Regions from separate parts of the Bos taurus genome. Here region 1 is linked to region 2. A link is a contact called in public Hi-C data. All regions are on one chromosome and are shown on one strand. Each heading gives the region's core, a stretch centred on a gene start, on an enhancer-like site or on the middle of the called end of the contact. The rest is flanking DNA. Distances are from core to core; before and after follow the strand shown.

Region 1 (2,848 bases), core at 84-2,583, 65 kb after region 2:
TTGTATAAAAAGGAAGGGACTGAGGTTCTGAATAGATGTCCTTTGAGAGCCTGGTTTTAATTTCTAGTTCTCTAGTCAGGGTTGACATGTGATGACCTCAGAGTTCAGATACAAAACCTGACTCTTCTATTTACAATGTCAAATCTGAGCCAGAATTGAGGATAAAGGAAGTTCATGGCTTCTTGCTGAGAGAGCATCTTGGATGACGTGCAATCTGATTTTAGAATGGAAGACTTCTCAGGAGCTTGGCTGGCTCCTTAGTGGTTGGCAAGATGCCACATGTCATCTTCACATGTATCGAGTCCATGGTTCTCCCTTCTCAGATCAGCAAAGGCTCAGGTCATCAGTCAGCTCCTCACTTCCCAAAGTGATGCCAAAAGCTCAGCTTCTCTACAAACTGGTGCCAAATCGAATCTCAGAGAGTTTTAGGTGAAGTAGAAATGGATAGCTTTATTACTTTGCCAGGCAAAGAGGGACACAGTGGATTCCTGCCTCAAAAAACTATGTGTTCCCACTTGGAGAAGATTGAAAGTTCATAGTAATTGTTCAAAGAGGGCATGATCAGCTCATGGGCATTCTTCTTATAGGTTGATGGTAAGTAGGATGCAGCATCATAAACGTTCAGGTTCCAACTAGTCTGGGTCTACATACTTGTGGTCAGCAATACTATCATTAACTGATAATTTCTCCCACTTGGAAGGGGGTTTCAGTATCTGAAAAACAGCTCAAAGATATTGTGTGTATCTGTTGATGGGGAACCAGAACTGTGCCCCAAGGCTGAATAACTTGTTTCTCTTGAATGTTTCTCCCCAGTCTTGCATTCTCTCCCTTCCCTAATTAACAACTGCTAGAATCTACCCGTTGGAACTCAGTAAAGGTCATGGAGGCTGAATGAAGGCTATTTTCTGTAATCAAAGAAATGGGGGACATAGAAAGGCTTTGTGCCCAGGAGACCCACATGACCCTGCTCAGTATCAAAAGGAAGTTCTAGTTCCAGGAGCCTCCTTACCTGGGTACCCACACATCAAAGGAATCCCAGTTCTGCCCTTTCTTCTAGGCTATTCTGGGGAGAAAGGACACTGGAACTGGAAAAGAGATCTTTGAAACTATGGTATCATGTTTTCACAAGCAATTGAATGATGGTCTCCTCAAGTCTACAGTCAAGTCAAAACACCCCAAAATGAAGTGGGGTATGACAGGGAGGGTCTGCAGTTTCCAAGGTCTCAGATGACACTTGCAAATAAGCTGTTGTAAGAAAATACCTCTGGTGAGAATAAACAGGTTATTGGACTTTGAAACTGTTCTCAGCACAGGAAGTACCTGGCAGATTTCCATTTTGGCCAGCATAACCCTGAATTGTGATCATTGAACGTGGTAACTCATTGAATGCCCTGGTTTACCATGTGTCTTATGATCTTATGGTGAAAGGGTACGTGGCCCTGTTTTTCTTCCTCCTTCAAACTTTTTCTTTCCCACTCCATATTCTGGAATTAAATATTGCTTAGGATACAGGAAAATAATTTTTCTTTTAAGTATGGGCTGGGATAAAAAGAGAATGCAAGGAAATGGAAAGTAGAGTAGCTAAAATAAAATGCATTAGAACTAGTAAGTAGATTTGGTGGCTAAAAATTAATTCCAAGCATGATCTAGAAGACTGCCTGACTATAAAGGAAATGAATTAAAACATTTAAAATATTAAAGTGTTGACTTAAAAAATATTCACAACCTATTAATAAAAATTGAGAGTAATATTTTATTCAGTGGAAATTTGGGGGGTTGCAAGCCTGGAAGACAGCATTTCAAGTGACCCTGAGAGAACTGCTCCCAGGAAGCAAGGGAGGAGCCAAGTTATATAGAAGTTTTGCAACAAGGGGCAGGTAGTCTTAACATCAGAAGGTGATTGTTAATTAAAGAAAACCAGATACTCCAAGTTAAAGAATTTAGTGCTTTATGGCAGGAAATATTTCATTTCTCAAAGGTGAATATAGCATCCCCTAACCTCTCCTAGTTTCTCCCAGCTTATCAATTGCCTCATTCATATGATCCATCATTTTAGCAACACCCTTGCTAATACACATAATTCCCTTATTCCTGTGTCTCGTTTCTGACTAAACCAACAGAGAAAATTCCAACTCTTAAGTGAATCCTTTCTCCCCTTTCTTTCTCTGCACTCAAGAAACCACTCTTAAAACTTTGAAGATTGAAACAATTAGAAATTCATGGAATCCAGCCTTTGCTGAGCCTAATATTGCATCATTCTTTCTATTTGCTTTTGGATACATCTTGTTCCCATTCACATTCTTCCCATTCTTCACCATTTCAAACCTTGACCATTCCAGGAATTTAAAATATCTGTTTATCAAAATGTACCCTTAGTTGGCAAATGCAACTAAGAATAAAATGTTGCATTAATGAAGAGAGGTTAAAGTTAATATGTAAAGAACTCTTACAAATCAATAAATGTTTTAAAAGAAAAGGGGCAAAGGATAAGAATCAGCAGTTTGCCAAAGAAAAAATACAAATTGCTGAAAAACATAAGCAGCTCAGGTTTTAGAAATTAAATGCAAAATGAAAGCAACAGGTTGACATTTTTATTTTATAAAATTGTCAAATATTTGAGTGATTATGTTTATAATTTCAGTTTTGGAGAAAGTGTAGGGAGATGAGTGTTTGTACATAAGCTAATGAGGTTACGAATTGCCACAGCCTCTCCAGAAAATGATTTGGGAACACCTGTCAAAAGCCTTAAAACAATATTTATCCAGCAATTCCACAAGTAGGAATTTATCCTAGTGAAATAATTACGGTTATGGGCCAAAATTTTACTGTGAAGACAGTTTGTCTCAGA
Region 2 (2,931 bases), core at 310-2,809:
CAGATTGCCTCATTTCTGCTCCTCACCCTGAACTCCTTCAGGGGATGTTGAAAGTCAGCAGCAACAAATGACTTAATCCTTGTAGAGGCAAATGGCAAGCACTCATGTATGTGTGTTTGTGTGTGTGTGCTTAGTCAGTCATGTCTAACTCTTTGTGACCCCCAAAGACTGTAGTCCACCAGGCTCCTCTGTCCATGGGATTATCCAGGCAAAAATACTGGAGTAGGTTGCCATTTTCTTCTCCAGGGGATCTTCCCAACCCAGGAATTGAACCTGCATCTCCTGAGTCTTCTGCATTGGTAGGTGGATTCTTTAGCACTAGTGCCACCTGGGAAGCTCAAGCACCCGTGGCAAGTGCCAATCTGTAGTTGACAAGTTCTTAATTCTTTCTTGGTAGACTGGTCACCATTCTCTTTCACATTCATCTACCGTCACTCCCCATCCTGGCTGTGTTCTCTGATAGACCACCTTCTGATGGGAGTTTTCCATTCCTTCTTAGCTCTGTGTATGCCTTTTTTACTCTGTAGAAAGCTCTTCCGGTACTTGACCTATCTTGTAAGAGACCACAGAAACCCTGGGACTCTATCTGCACTAGACACATATTACAATTGTCCAGGAACAACATGCCCTACTGGTTCTTTTCTAAGTTCCTAGAGCCCAGCTTAGCACTTATCAGGCTCTTAAATAAAACAGTCCTTGAATTTAAGAAAGAAAATCCCAAATTTGAATGAGCAAAACCAAACAAAGATATCAAATACTCTCCTCATCAAAATGAATTCTTTCGAGATTATGCATTAGGGTTTAAACGTCATCATTGCGGGGGGGGGGGGGCGGGAAGTAGCGTAATTAGGGGCTCAGGTATGTCCCTGGTGGTTCAGTGATTCAGATTCTGGGCTTCCACGGCCGGGGGCACAGGTTGGATATCAAAGGGAACTGAGATCAGAAAAAGGAACCCTCCCTCCCACCCGCAAAAAAAAAAAAAAAAAAGCTCAAAGCAAGAGAGAGGACAGGAAGGAGAGGATGGGATGCTGCAAGCAGCTTGGAGGTCAGCTTTTAAATCTGGGCTGGTCCCAGCAACGGCGCCCCTCATAGCTCAGTTGGTAAAGAATCTGCCTGCAATGCAGGAGACTCCGGTTGGATTCCTATGTCAGGAAGATCCCCTGGGGAAGGGATAGGTCACCCACTCCAGGATTCTGACCTGAAGAGTTCAATGGACTGTATAGTTCATGGGGTCGCAAACAGTCGGACACGACTGAGTGAACTTCACTTTCTTTTTCTTTACTCCTAGCAGGGGAAAAGGGAAGAACTCTGGGGCAGGGTGGGGACAGCCCACGGAGAACCTTTCAGGGCCCTGGGGACTGTTAGAAGTGCGCGCAGTAGGCAAGAGTTTCGAAGCTTGAACTAACTTGCTGCGGGGGGAGGCGCCGCGAGCCGCAGCCATTTAGGTTTCAGGTCTTTCCAGCGCCCTTACGGGTAGCTGGTTTGGGGAAGGGGAGGGGAAGGGAGGGCAGGTCCAGAGCAAAGTGGGTGGAGTGGAGGGGGCAGACTGAAGGAAATGAGACAACCTTTTCCTCCCACAGAATCGTGGTCCTCCTGCGTCTGCTGGGGTTACCACCGCCGCCCGTGATCGCCCAGGCCGGGACCCCGTGCCCACAGGTCTCCACTGGGGTTTCTTTCCGAATCGCCAGTGCCAGCCCAAACCTTGGCCACAGCTTTGTTGCGTCCTCCTCTTAGTGATCGGCTCCTGGTCCCCGGCTCCGCCCCCAGCACCCGGAGCCAGGACCCCGGAAGTGCGCGTTGGCTGCTCGGGCGAAGGTAAGCGTTGCGGTTGAGCGCGCTCAGGGTGTAGGGGCGCCTGGCATCCCCAGAGGGCCGTGGCGTGCCCTGAACACCCCTGCTTCGGAAACACGTAGAGCACTTCTGACCTGAGAGGGCTGCTTTGTTCCTGACCCCCTGCCCAGGTGTTGTAGCCTGGGTACCCCCAAGGAACTTTGCTTACGGGAGCTTGTTTTCTCTCTCTTCTCACTTTGCTGGTGCTTCCTACCCCGCATCCCTGCTTCTTTTTCTGGATCCAAGAACTCTCCGCTCCTTGCCTATGCAGCCTGGCTTCGGAGAGCGAGTTCTTGCCTAATCTCTGCGCCTCTCTCCTCCGCCTCCGGGACCAGGGGCTTAGTTCCCAGGCGGCGACAGTGACTGGCTTTGACCTCGGACCTGCCAGATGCAGCCCTGTCCGAAATTTCCTTGGCTCTAGTTGATATGGTTTTGTTGTTCAGTGGCTCAGTCTTGTCCGACTCTTTGCGACCCCGGGGACTGCAGCACGCCAGGCTTCCCTGTCCCTGACCTTCACCATCTCCCAGAGCTCAAACTCATGTCCACTAAGTCAGTGATGCCATCCGACCATCTCGTTCTCTGTTGTCCCCTTCTCCTCCTGCCTTCAATGTTTCCCAGCATCAGGGTCTTTTCCAATGAGTTGGCTCTTCCCATTAGGTGGCCAAAGTATTGGAGCTTCAGCCTCAGTTCTTCCAATGAATATTCTGGGTTGATTTCCTTTAGGATTGACTGGTTTGATCTCCTTGCAGTGCAAAAGAGCCTTCTCCAACATCACAGTTCAAAAACATAATTTCTTCCATGCTCAGCCTTCTTTATGGTCCAACTCTCACATTCATACATGACTACTGGAAAAACCATAGCTTTATTTTATGAATGTTTTAAGCCAGCCTTTTCACTCTCCTCTGTCACCCTCATCAAGAGGCTCTTTAGTTCCTCTTCGCTTTCTGCCATAAGGGAGGTGTCATCTGCATATCTGACATTTACCAAACTCCTTTCCAGGAACTCAGTCTGCTGCATGCTTTTGGTGGCCCCTGAAATCAAGGTGGATGGGGGGGGGTGAAAAGGTAGTTGGTGGTCCCAAAATCCTTAGAGGGGATGCTC

What was found. A called contact is a pair of places that touch in the nucleus more often than the background predicts.
Region 1: a contact with region 2 is called in a Hi-C map of liver, with 2.8 times the contacts expected there. The contact joins the enhancer-like site here to the promoter of EVA1A in region 2. A contact is called at or near these places in 2 of 11 Hi-C or Micro-C datasets (liver and skeletal muscle).

The regions. Positions count from the first base shown.
Region 1 is chr11:44,155,223-44,158,070 of ARS-UCD2.0, forward strand. The region is part of intron 2 of EVA1A (eva-1 homolog A, regulator of programmed cell death); the gene reads left to right. Among named protein-coding and RNA genes, the nearest start is that of EVA1A, 65 kb to the left of the region's middle. Within about 2 kb of position 1,334, at least 3 of the 102 cell types and tissues checked have an H3K27ac peak or open chromatin away from gene starts, as enhancers often do. A contact at or near this core is called in liver, where this site is marked.
Region 2 is chr11:44,090,244-44,093,174 of ARS-UCD2.0, forward strand. EVA1A (eva-1 homolog A, regulator of programmed cell death) reads left to right here and starts at 1,560. Exons shown (of 3, transcript NM_001435268.1): 1 at 1,560-1,815.